Linked DNA regions of Mus musculus: region 1 is linked to region 2. A link is a contact called in public promoter capture Hi-C data. All regions are on one chromosome and are shown on one strand. The core of a region is the stretch at or near the end of the contact, and the rest is flanking DNA. Distances in the headings are between cores, read along the strand shown. Region 1 overlaps Ap1g1 (adaptor protein complex AP-1, gamma 1 subunit). Region 2 holds the start of Tmed6 (transmembrane p24 trafficking protein 6).

The links. Promoter capture Hi-C pulls out the DNA fragments that hold promoters and counts their contacts.
Region 1: a promoter capture Hi-C map of pre-B cells shows a contact between it and region 2, with 6 times the contacts expected there. The contact joins the enhancer-like site here to the promoter of Tmed6 in region 2. A contact is called at or near these places in 5 of 39 promoter capture datasets (cranial neural crest, hippocampal neurons, liver and 2 more) and 1 of 115 datasets of contacts at active chromatin or transcription factors (embryonic forebrain).

What each region holds. Positions count from the first base shown.
Region 1 is chr8:109,859,248-109,864,968 of GRCm38.p6, reverse strand. It overlaps Ap1g1 (adaptor protein complex AP-1, gamma 1 subunit), which reads right to left. Exons shown (of 24, transcript NM_009677.6): 24 at 759-4,875. The coding sequence ends at 4,774. It overlaps Gm17344 (a long non-coding RNA gene), which reads left to right. Exons shown (of 4, transcript XR_003947453.1): 2 at 4,938-5,096. Among named protein-coding and RNA genes, the nearest start is that of Gm17344, 6.4 kb to the left of the region's middle. Within about 2 kb of position 1,393, at least 73 of the 459 cell types and tissues checked have an H3K27ac peak or open chromatin away from gene starts, as enhancers often do. A contact at or near this core is called in liver and pre-B cells, where this site is marked.
Region 2 is chr8:107,063,881-107,069,281 of GRCm38.p6, reverse strand. Tmed6 (transmembrane p24 trafficking protein 6) reads left to right here and starts at 3,638. Exons shown (of 4, transcript NM_025458.2): 1 at 3,638-3,883; 2 at 5,082-5,208. The coding sequence starts at 3,671.

The sequences.
Region 1 (5,721 bases), core at 144-2,643, 2.8 Mb before region 2:
CTGGAAACTGTCATATCTTCTTCATTCTCAATTAAGGGAATGTTAGGGATTGTGAGAGTCAAGAGAAAACCAAGAGCTTTCAACCTTCAGCAAAAAACTGTTATCAAGTTTGTGAAGATAATTTGCCATGCCAGCATGAGGACCTGAACTCCCCAAAGCAGGTCTAATGTAATCACAGCCCTGGGGATGTGGAGACAATAGCCACCCAGCTTTGTCTAATGGGTGAACCCCAGGTCCTAGTGACTATTTCAAATAACAAGCAGAATGGCTCCTGAGGAACAACACCTTTACAGCAACAGAGGCTGCCCTTTCACCTGCCTCCCAAGTAAAAAAGGAATTCACGTGTTATGCAAAATAAGCCATGGAATGTCATTCATTTGGGCTAGTTAGGCCTTTCTCTATCAAGTCACCAAAACAACTCACCAAAATCAACCAAGCAATCAATCAAACAAAACACGAACCCTAACTTATAATAAAACATGGGTACCCTTGCTACATAGTTCATCATAGTGGCTTCAGAGCTTTGAGGATTCGCCTATGTGGAGAAAACAAACCTGACAGTAACTGCATTCCAGTTAAATGTCCACTTGCTCTTTGGACTTTTCTCTGTGTAAAACATCTACAAGGTTTTTAAATGTTTCTTCTCTAGGTGAGATTTCTGCTCAAAGGAACATTAAAAGGCTCGGTGTAGCTCAAAGCTTTGGAATAAGAATTCATCTTGGGCTTCTGATTCACATCCAAGAAGCAAGGCAGCAAAGTTTAAATCATTGAGTATTGACTTTTTATTATTAGTCACTGTTCATAATTTGTTTCAACCAAAAGACAATACACACAGCAGAATCCGAATGCATCCCATGTAAATGTTTACATCCATGTTATTCCTCACTCGCCTCCAAGAGACTTATCATTTCACTTTAAAGTGTTTTACATCTCAAAAATATGTCTGCAATAATTAGAACTTCATTAGCTGCCCCACTTGGAAACAGCCTTTTAATAATTTTACAGTAAAGAAGATGTGATGGGGCCTAATGAAAACCGTAACTTACAACATAGTAAAAGGAGAAGGACGATGATACAAGAACACAGTGGGGTTCACAAAGGAAGGAGTGCAGAAGCCCTTTCCCATGAGGTCCCCCAAATAAAATAAAAACAAAACACACAAAGCGCAAATGCAGGTCTTTAAGGGGAGAAAGTCTCCAATGCTCTGTCTTGAAGCCAGGAGCAAGAAGCAACTGCTCAAGCTGCTTCAAGCCGCTTCAGCTTTTTCTTCTGTTTAAGAGTTCCAGGTTCTGGGACTGGAACCTTGTCCATGGGACCCACTCTCTGCTATTGCTTGAAAAGGGTTTTCACTTTCAGTTCCACAAACAGCCCCACCCTCCCGAGCCAAAGCTGGTCAGAAGTATTTTAAACTTCAGAACTTCCTGTGCAGTTCTCCCTTCCCCCACACCCAGACTGACAAATGCCCTCCCAACCACAAAGTTTGTGAATATGCATTTTTTGTTGTTGTTGTTGTTCTCTCTCAGTTTAGGGCTCTGTAGTTAAAATACATTCAGTAGGAAAAGAAAAATACACATTCAAACTCCTCCTTCCCCAAGTTTTCACGGCCGAAATATATTCCAATGTAGAAGAAAATAAAGTTGAACCACAAAAGCGGTATTCCCTAACTTCCAACATTCTCTAAAAGGGCGCAGAAATGAAAAGCAAGGTGTCATATGGGAGATGGAAAATTTCAAACTATTAGTGCTGGACAGTTTTAAAAGTCTGTTTTCATATGTGAGGGAAACAAACAAAGGTTAAGAGCCACACCAGGAACCAAGCAAGGAATACCTGTACTGTTACACTGAGGAATGTTGCTTTAAATGAAAAAACCAAAAAACAACAACCAAAAAAAAAACCAAAACACCTCGAAGTTTAACAGATGATAACATACACAGCAGAAAACCTCCATGACTCCCTAAACCATCTCAAGGTAACAGCACCAAAGCATTGTGGGAGAAGCGTGTACAGTTGTCTGAGATTACTTAGAGGAACTCTCCCTTAGGGTGACTCTGGGATGGGAAAGAAGGATGACATAAAAACTACTCCTCGAGGAAGGCGATGCTAATGAGGTACAAGTGCGTATAAAACTGTCAATAAGTGGGGCTCACTGCTTATCACCTTGGCTTTATTCAAAAGTCACAGAAATCACTCTCTTCACAAAGGCTCCGAGGTTGTCATATACATCCAAATCTGTTTCCTCTTGAAGGGTCACGTGTGGGAAAGGAATGACTGAAATGTGCGCGCGTAGTCACAGAAACGAAGAGATTCCTCCTTTAAGCTGCAAGGCCGAGTGAGAAGAGAACTAATGCTCCTAGAAACTAAGAAGGCACGCTGAAGCTTTCAAAGATCCAATCACAGGGGACAGTCTTCACAACCGTCAGCATCCTAGGCAGGCATCTGGCTGCTAGTCCGTCAGTATGGTGTTCAGGTCGTCTCCCAAATGAACTCCATATCTACACAGCACCCTTTGTGTTAAGGCCATGATTTTTTTTTTCCTTCTCGATAAAGCCATGGATGATTGTAAATGCTACCTCCAAACTCATCACCCGGGCTGAGGCTTTGTCCACAGAGGAGATCTTTCCAGCTCCATCGGCTAGCACTTGGTCTTGAGCAGATTTCTTCAGATTCAACTCAGTTCAACAACAACAACAACAAAAAGCAACCAAAAAACCTGAGCTGGTTAGCTACAAATGGAGAAAATAAAGCCTCCACACAAAAAAGGAATGTTAAGACAAAATTCTATTCAAGAAATCCACCAATACAGCATTAATCCTATCACGTTTCACAGCATTAACTATGCATCCAATGAAATCCGTCTGCAGGAAATCCTAACGGCTCCCACTGATCAGGCAGAGCGGCTGTCTAAAGTCTGCACTTGTCCACACCTGTTTTGCTGAACACAGGAGAAATATCCTGTTTGTAACTCAGATGTCCATTTACCCAGTCAAGTAAATTTCAGTAAATCTTGCTCTTACAGGACTATTAAGACCAGAAACTTTCCCTTTTGGAGCCTTTAGTTCAACTCCAGTTTGTCAATGTTAGGAATAGTCTAGCATCTGATACAGAGCTAGGTTTGACAAGACACTGAAGAATTTAAGTAAAGGCGTGGTGAAATGGAGCAGGGAGAAAGGGAGATTTGTATCAAGAGTTAAAACTGAAGCCAAAGTGTCGTCTTACTGCATAATACAGTAACAACTGCAAACGCTTTACAAGCAAGGGGGCCCACTTTTACTTTCTCCTGCAGTAAACTGGACATGATGCCTGAATACCTGAACATACATAGTACATTCAACGTGTACCACAGACAATCACCTTCACCTCATTCCAACAATTCAACATAAAGATTTGGTAATATTGGGGTCTTTTCTAAAAAACACTCGGCACTCTTACTGTTTAAAAAGCTCAAACCTTTAATTCGAATGTTCATGAGATTGGTTTCTTAAGAGACCAATTTCTCATACTCAGGAAAGGACATTCCTACCCTATGGTGACCGTAAGACTTGCTCTCACATAGGGGGCAAGGAAGCTACAAAGCTTCATTTCAACACCATAAAGTACAATGTGGGAACGATTTCTTTAACCGTGTGGTCTTTATTTCAGTGCCAGTGTTACAGATACAACACAAATGTTCCAGTTAGAAGAAGGAATTCAAACGGAATGCCAAGGTCCAAGCCAGGCTCAGGAAACTAAAAGGGAGGATTGGAGCAACGGATAAGCTGACTCCAGAGTGAGTCTGGGTCTGCTCTTCCTATGGGCCACGGTGTTTTGTGACAGAGTCTGCTCCTTAAGACTGAACTCCTCTTTTGACCCATTTACCACAGCTCAAACAGGCAAGTGACAGGCTTGGGAGAATCATTGTGGGGGAATAGGATCATTAATAACTATTCATGTGTCTTTTAGAAAGTATCCACTTTGCAATTTAATGGGAATTGATCTTGAAAATCATGGAGCGAGAACTCGTGACTACAGCTAAAGAACGAAGAGAAAGGGAGCTGGAAGAGCCTTGAAAGTTTCTATTACAAATAGAGCACCATATCCTTCATGCCAAATCTCAACCCAAGCTCTCTGAACTGCATCTGTCCAGTGTTTACAAACAACCTCTCAAGGTCTAACCAGCTTTTTTATATAACAAACATACATACATGTGTGTCTGTGTGTATACAGCAATGCACAGATAAGGCTCCAGGAGCCTAACACCTCTTTCAAACATCAGGAGAACCAGCAGAAAAGGGCAGAGCTCCCTCGTGTCCACTGTTACAATTCCATTCCAGACTTACGATGGAAACCAGCTAGTGAGGAATAAACACCCCACCTTGCCCAGTCCACAGAGATGCAACAGTAGAAAGTAGGGGCCACTCTTGACTGTAGAGACAGAGTGTTTGTTTTCTTGCCGTGAATCCCAGTCCTCTCCTCCAGGCCAGCTGCTGATTGCCTCAGTGGCCCAGAGAATGTTGATTCTGGCTGCAAATGTGGGAGGGGTGAAGTGCAGAAAAGGGAGGAGAGGAGGAAGAGTGCAAAGTAGCCTCGAGAAGCAGCCAGCCTCAACAGCGGAGGAGAGGACATTAGTCTTTACTGATGCTTCAAGGTCAGCAGTAACTTGAGGAAAACCCTCCTCAACAGTTCTCTCAGCTCCTCGTGCCCATGGTACAGTTGGGGGGACTTGCCAGCAATCACAACCTCCTTCCCAGAATTCCTTTGATTGAGTGGGATAAGAATGAGAATGGTGCTGCATCCTCATTGCCAGGACTGAGGGGGGAAATTGTTCACTTCTGCTAGATCTTGCATTGCCGAGCCCTTGTGATTATATGTGAGCTTGATCCGCATTCGCAGCTGTTGCTATAAAAGGGAAAGAGAACCATAAATTAATTCACTGAAATGAAATCTCCCTGTCTCTCCAGTCTACAAATGGACTACTTCTTGGAAACAGGGTTCCACTACGTTGACCAGGCTAGCCCCGAACCCTTCAGTTCAAGTGATGCTGATTCAAGCTCCCAGGTACTGAGGACTACCGGGCACGTGCTGCCATGCCTGGCTCCACAATGTATTTAATCCTAAAGGTAAATAGAGTGCATCCAAGGAACAGCTTGACTGGCTGTGTCAAGCGGCACAGAGACAAACAGCCAGTGCTAAAGCATCTGTCACTTAGGAGCCTAAGGATCAGCATCAAGCCATCAATAGGAGAGAACACACACATCTAGAATACCAAGTAGGTCTCCGATGGTGGGGTTGTGGGGTGGGGAAACAAACGATTTAACACTTTGTCCAAGTCTCTAGAAAAATGAGGAAACACACTGTCACAAGTTCTACATATGGGTCACCTGCTGGTTGGTTTACGAAACCCACAGTAAATATCATCAATGTTTGTATTTCTAAAGCATAAAAGAAATACCTGGGTACACAGGTAACAAGAATGGTTTTTTAAGAGTATTATACTTTCTGTGACAAATGTCAAATATAAAAACATTGTAAAAAGTTTTGATGCAGATATCAGATGATGAAAATAATGTGTGCTTGTTTGTACTAATGACATGATCAAGATACAAAAGAACTGAGAAAAGGCAAAGTAATATAAAAGGAAACAGCCAGAGAGTCTGAAAAGCAAACACTGAAAACCACACAGCTAGTTATGAAGCAGGACCAATTGATTTTATTGAGAAGATAATGTGAAACTCTTGCTAAATG
Region 2 (5,401 bases), core at 2,389-4,888:
TTCCCGTACCTCCAGGTATCACTGTATCTAGGGACTAAAGAATCCTGACTTTCTGTCTGCTGAGTGAGAGAATGGCAAAGTTAGAGATGTGCCGGAGCTTCCGTTTTATCTTTAACTTGATTGACATGTGGAGAGTGCAGTTTAGCCCCTGTCAGCCATAGCTGCCATTTGATACTCCTGTTGTCTTAGCTGCCACCACAAGAAGCCACAGGGAGTGAGACCCAGAGCTGCTCGAGGCTCCCTGTAGCTGTCCCCAGTGGTGGCCTCCTCCAGCCCTGACCTGAATCCTGCTTTCTTACCCTCAGTCCCATCATTAAAGGGCTCTTCCCGGGAGATGGGTAAGGCTGATGAATTACAGAGGCCGAATACCCTAGTTAGCATGTGTCATGTCTCCACGGGACTTAAGTGTGTTTATGCAGGGCTCCTTTCTGTCAAACTATGGATGCTGCTTGTAACAAGTGACCTTAAGATGGCGTTGGCAGTGGGACTGACTGGGAATGAGGTGGTCCTGGGCTCTCTGACTTCCCAAGAGTGATCGGGCTTCCCAGGTGCGAAGATGTTGGAGCCAGTGGGATGAATTCTGAGAAATTCTTGGTCTAAACGTGCCAATACAGACTAAGTGGGGCTTTTTGTTTTAATATCTCTCTCTCTCTCTTTGCTATAAAATGGCAACTTTTCAATAATGTACCTACTGAGGAAAATGATAGCCCTTCCCTGTTTTTTTTTTTTTTCGTTGTTGTTTTTTTTGTTTGTTTGGCTTGGCTTGGTTTTTTTGAGACAGGGTTTGTGTAGCTCTTGATGTCTTAGAACTTGCCATGTAGACCAGGCTGGCCTTGAACTGACAGAAATCTACCTGCCTCTGCTTCCCGAGTGCCAAGATAAAGATATTCGCCACCACTGCCCAGCTCCCTCTGTAAGTTGTTTTTTAAACTTTATCAATTTCTTTTCTGTTGCTGTAAGACAGCTTGACCCAAGCAACTTATGGAAGAAAGAATTTATTTGGGCTTGTGGTTCTAGAGGGTAGGGAATCCATTATGGTAGGAAGGTGTTGCAGCAAGAAGCAGACCTGGCAGCTGGAGCAGAAGCTCAGTGTCCAGGGTGGGAGAGATGGCTCAGGGGTTAAGAGCACTGGCTGCTCTTCCAGAGGTCCTGAGTTCAAATCCCAGCAACCACACGGTGGCTCACAACCACCTGTATATGGGGATCTGATGCCCTCTTCTGGTGCTGTCTGAAGACAGAGACAGTGTACTCATATACATAAAATAAATATTTAAAGAAAAAAAAAGAAGCTCAATGCTCATATCTTGAACCACAAGTACAGCAGAGAGGGAGCAGGGCATAGTAGCCCACATCTTTAATCCCAGCACGTGGGAGGCAGAGGCAGAGGCAGAGGCCAGCCTGATCTACAGAGTGAGTTCCAGGATAGAGTGAATTCCAGTATCAAAAAAGTCAATTAACTAAAATTCACAGAGAAACTAGGAGAGGCCCATCCCTTGTGACATACTTCCTCCAGCAAGGCTATACTTTCTAAACCTATCCAAACAGTACCACCAACTAAGCAGTACCACCAACTAAGCAGTACCACCAACTAAACAGTACCACCAACTAAACAGTACCACCAACTAAACAAACAGTACCACCAACTAAACAGTACCACCAACTAAACAGTACCACCAACTAAGCAGTACCACCAACTAAGCAGTCCCACCAACTAAACAAACAGTACCACCAACTAAACAGTACCACCAACTAAACAGTACCACCAACTAAGCAGTACCACCAACTAAACAAACAGTACCACCAACTAAGCAGTACCACCAACTAAGCAGTACCACCAACTAAGCAGTACCACCAACTAAACAGTACCACCAACTAAACAGTACCACCAACTAAACAAACAGTACCACCAACTAAACAGTACCACCAACTAAACAGTACCACCAACTAAGCAGTACCACCAACTAAACAAACAGTACCACCAACTAAGCAGTACCACCAACTAAGCAGTACCACCAACTAAACAGTACCACCAACTAAACAGTACCACCAACTAAGCAGTACCACCAACTAAACAAACAGTACCACCAACTAAGCAGTACCACCAACTAAGCAGTACCACCAACTAAACAGTACCACCAACTAAACAAACAGTACCACCAACTAAACAGTACCACCAACTAAGCAGTACCACCAACTAAGCAGTACCACCAACTAAACAGTACCACCAACTAAACAAACAGTACCACCAACTAAACAGTACCACCAACTAAGCAAACAGTACCACCAACTGGAGACCAAGCATCAAGTACCTGAGACTGCCAGCAGCATTTATTACCCAGACCGTCATAGACTTCCTGAAATAAAAATGTTAGCCTCTTGGGCTAATGCTGACCCGGCTTGGGTCTACACTGTGAAATCCTATTTTACCTGCTACACACTCACACACAGTTACAGGAGTTAGAGTTTGTAAACCAACAACTTGAGAAACCGTCTTAGAACGTGAGGACTCCAGCTTCGCCAACTATTCCCATGGGACCAGGAATATATAATGGTTTTATAGAGGATTTTGGATAGTTTTTCCCTCTCTGTGGGTGCCAAAGAAGTCACGAGTAGAAGAAGAGATGGAAGGTCTCAGGGTTTGGAGAAACTCCAGAGCTTTCCAATCAGGCAGGAGAGAGTCAGAGGAGGGGTGGACCACCTTGTTCACCCTTAGCTTGGGTTTCTACCGCTGTGATAAACACCATGACCAAAAGCTCCTTGGGGAGGAAAGGGTTTAATTTGGCTTCGGCTTCCACATCACAGCTCATCAATGAAGGAAGCCAGGACACGAACTCAATGCAGGACGTGGACCTGCAGGAAGGAGCTGATGCAGAGGATGTGGAGCACTGCTGCTGTTTATGAGCCCTTTCTCCAGTTCTTGCTCTGTCTTCTTATAGAGACCAGGACCAGCAGCCTGTGAGTGGCCCCACCCACAGCGCAGTGGGTGGACCAGCAGCCTGTGAGTGGCCCCACCCACAGCGCAGTGGGCCCTCCCCCATCAATCACTAACCCCATCAATTCCCTACGGGCTTGCCTGGAGCCTGATTTTATGGAGGCGTTTTCTCAAATGAGGCTCCCTCATCTCAGATGAGTATAGCTTGTATCAAGTTGACATAAAAGCAGCCGGCACTACTTCTTCGTACACTAAAATGTTTATGTAGCTGGGTGTGGTGGGCAATGTCTTTGATCTCAGCACCCAGAGGCAGGCAGATTTCTGAGTTCAAGACCAGCCTGGAGAGAGGCTCAGTGGTTAAGAGCACTGGCTGCTCTTCTGGAGGTCCTGGGTGCTGGGAATTGAACCCACATGGCGCCTCACAACCCTCTATAACTGTAGTCCCATGGGGTTCGATGCCCTCTTCTGGCATGCAGGTGTACACATAGACAAAGCACCAGTATACATGAAAGAAATATTTAAAGAACAGTGTGGTTACATAGGAGACCCTGCACTGCACCAACGGAGGGGGGGGGGGGCATTGTGGTGCATGGCACCTGTATTACAGAAGATCTACAATGGCTCTGAAACTGGTCCTAAGTGTGGCGTGTGGGGTTAATGATTAGCTGGCTGCTTGGCTGACTTCCTTTCCACGGGATTGTGAGCAGCTCACCTGCAGAAGAACCCACAGAAGGCAGCATGTTCCCTTTGCTCCTCGTGGCTGAGCTGGTAGTTCTGAGCCTCGTGACTTCTGTTAAGAGCCAGGAGACAGATCCCCTACACGGCTCCAAGGACCAGCCACTCTTCCGTGGAGCTGATCGGAATGACTTTGCCATCGTGGTCTCTCCAGGAGCCATCGAATGTTTCTGGCAATTTGCTGACCAGATGGGATACCTCTACTTCAGCTACGAGGTGCGTGGAGGCCTCTGGCCATACCTTTTATAAAGTGAGCCAGGCTTTTGATGAAGCCAAGGTCTGGTTCTCTATGAGGCTGTGGCTGCCACTTGTGAATCAAGTGGACCTTCAGTTAGAGAGCAACTCTGGGTGAGACTTGGATGAACAGCCAGCAACGGGAGCTAAAGCATATGGCTTGGTCTAGAACTGGAAGCTACAGAAGTGTGTTCCAATCCAATGGACAAGAGAGGCAACCTTTAGCTTTCCTCGGATATGAGGAAAGACAACACGTGCTAAAATAGTCACATAATTGTGGGGCACACACCTTTAATCCCAGAACTCAGGAAGCAGAGGCAGGGGGATCTCTAAATTCAAGGTCAGCTTGGTCTACAGAGTGAGTTCCAGGACAGTCAGGGCTACACAGAGAAACTTGTCAATAAAGAAGAAACGAGCCTGGCAGTGGTGGCACACACCTTTAGTCCCAGCCCTTGGGAGGCAGAGGCAGGCAGATTTCTGAGTTCGAGGCCAGTCTGGTCTACAAAGTGAGTTCCAGGACAGCCAGGGCTATACAGAAAAACCCTGTCTTGAAAGAAAAAAAAAAAAAAAAGAAAAAAAAAACAGAAAAAAAGAAAAAGAAAGAAGAAACAAGAGAGAGACAGAAAAGGGTCCCATAATAGATTTTAAGTGAAATCACTTGAGTTCATGGGGTGAGATAAGGTCAGACCTCCTGCATGTGCTAATCCTAACAACCTGTAGAATAACCGGCTCAAAGCTTTGTCTATGCACCCAGACAATTCTGTTCCTCTTTGGAAGGTGCCTATCCCTTGGGCAAGTACACCCAAAGGGGCTTAGGCCACCAAGGACCTTAATATTAAAGTTAGAGGTAACTTTGGTTTTTTTGTTGGTTTTTTGTTTTTAGGTTGTGGGGGCTCTTGGGGAGACAGGATCTCATGTAGCCCAGGCACTGGCCTCAAACAAGATACAGCATCAGTCCTTGCTGGTTTGTTTTGTTTGTTTGTTTGTTTGTTCTTTCTGTAGACCAGGCTGGTCTCAAACTCAGAAATCCTCCTGCCTCTGCCTCCCAAGGGCTGGAATTATGGGATTAAAGGCGTGCGCTACCACTGCCTGGCACCTTGCTGGTTTTTGAGTGATGTAGTAAGGATCTCTCTCTCTCTCTCTCTCTCTCTCTCTCTCTCTCTTTTACCGGTGATGGCAGGTTCAGCGCATTCTCGGGATGTCACATGACCGCCACATTGTTGCCACGGCACATACCCCGCAGGGTTTCCTTATTGACACTTCCCAGGATGTAAGGGGCCAGATTAACTTTGCTACACAAGAAACAGGTATGTATTCATCTCCAAAGCTACAATAATAGTCAAACATTTCTATGAAATTGAGAAATAAGGGCTGGGCAGTGGTGGCACATACCTTTAATCCCAGCACTCGGGAGGGAGTGGCAGGCATATCTTGGTCAGTTCAAGGCCAGCCTGGTCTACAGAGTGCTTCCAGGACAGACAGGACTCTTAAACAGAGAAT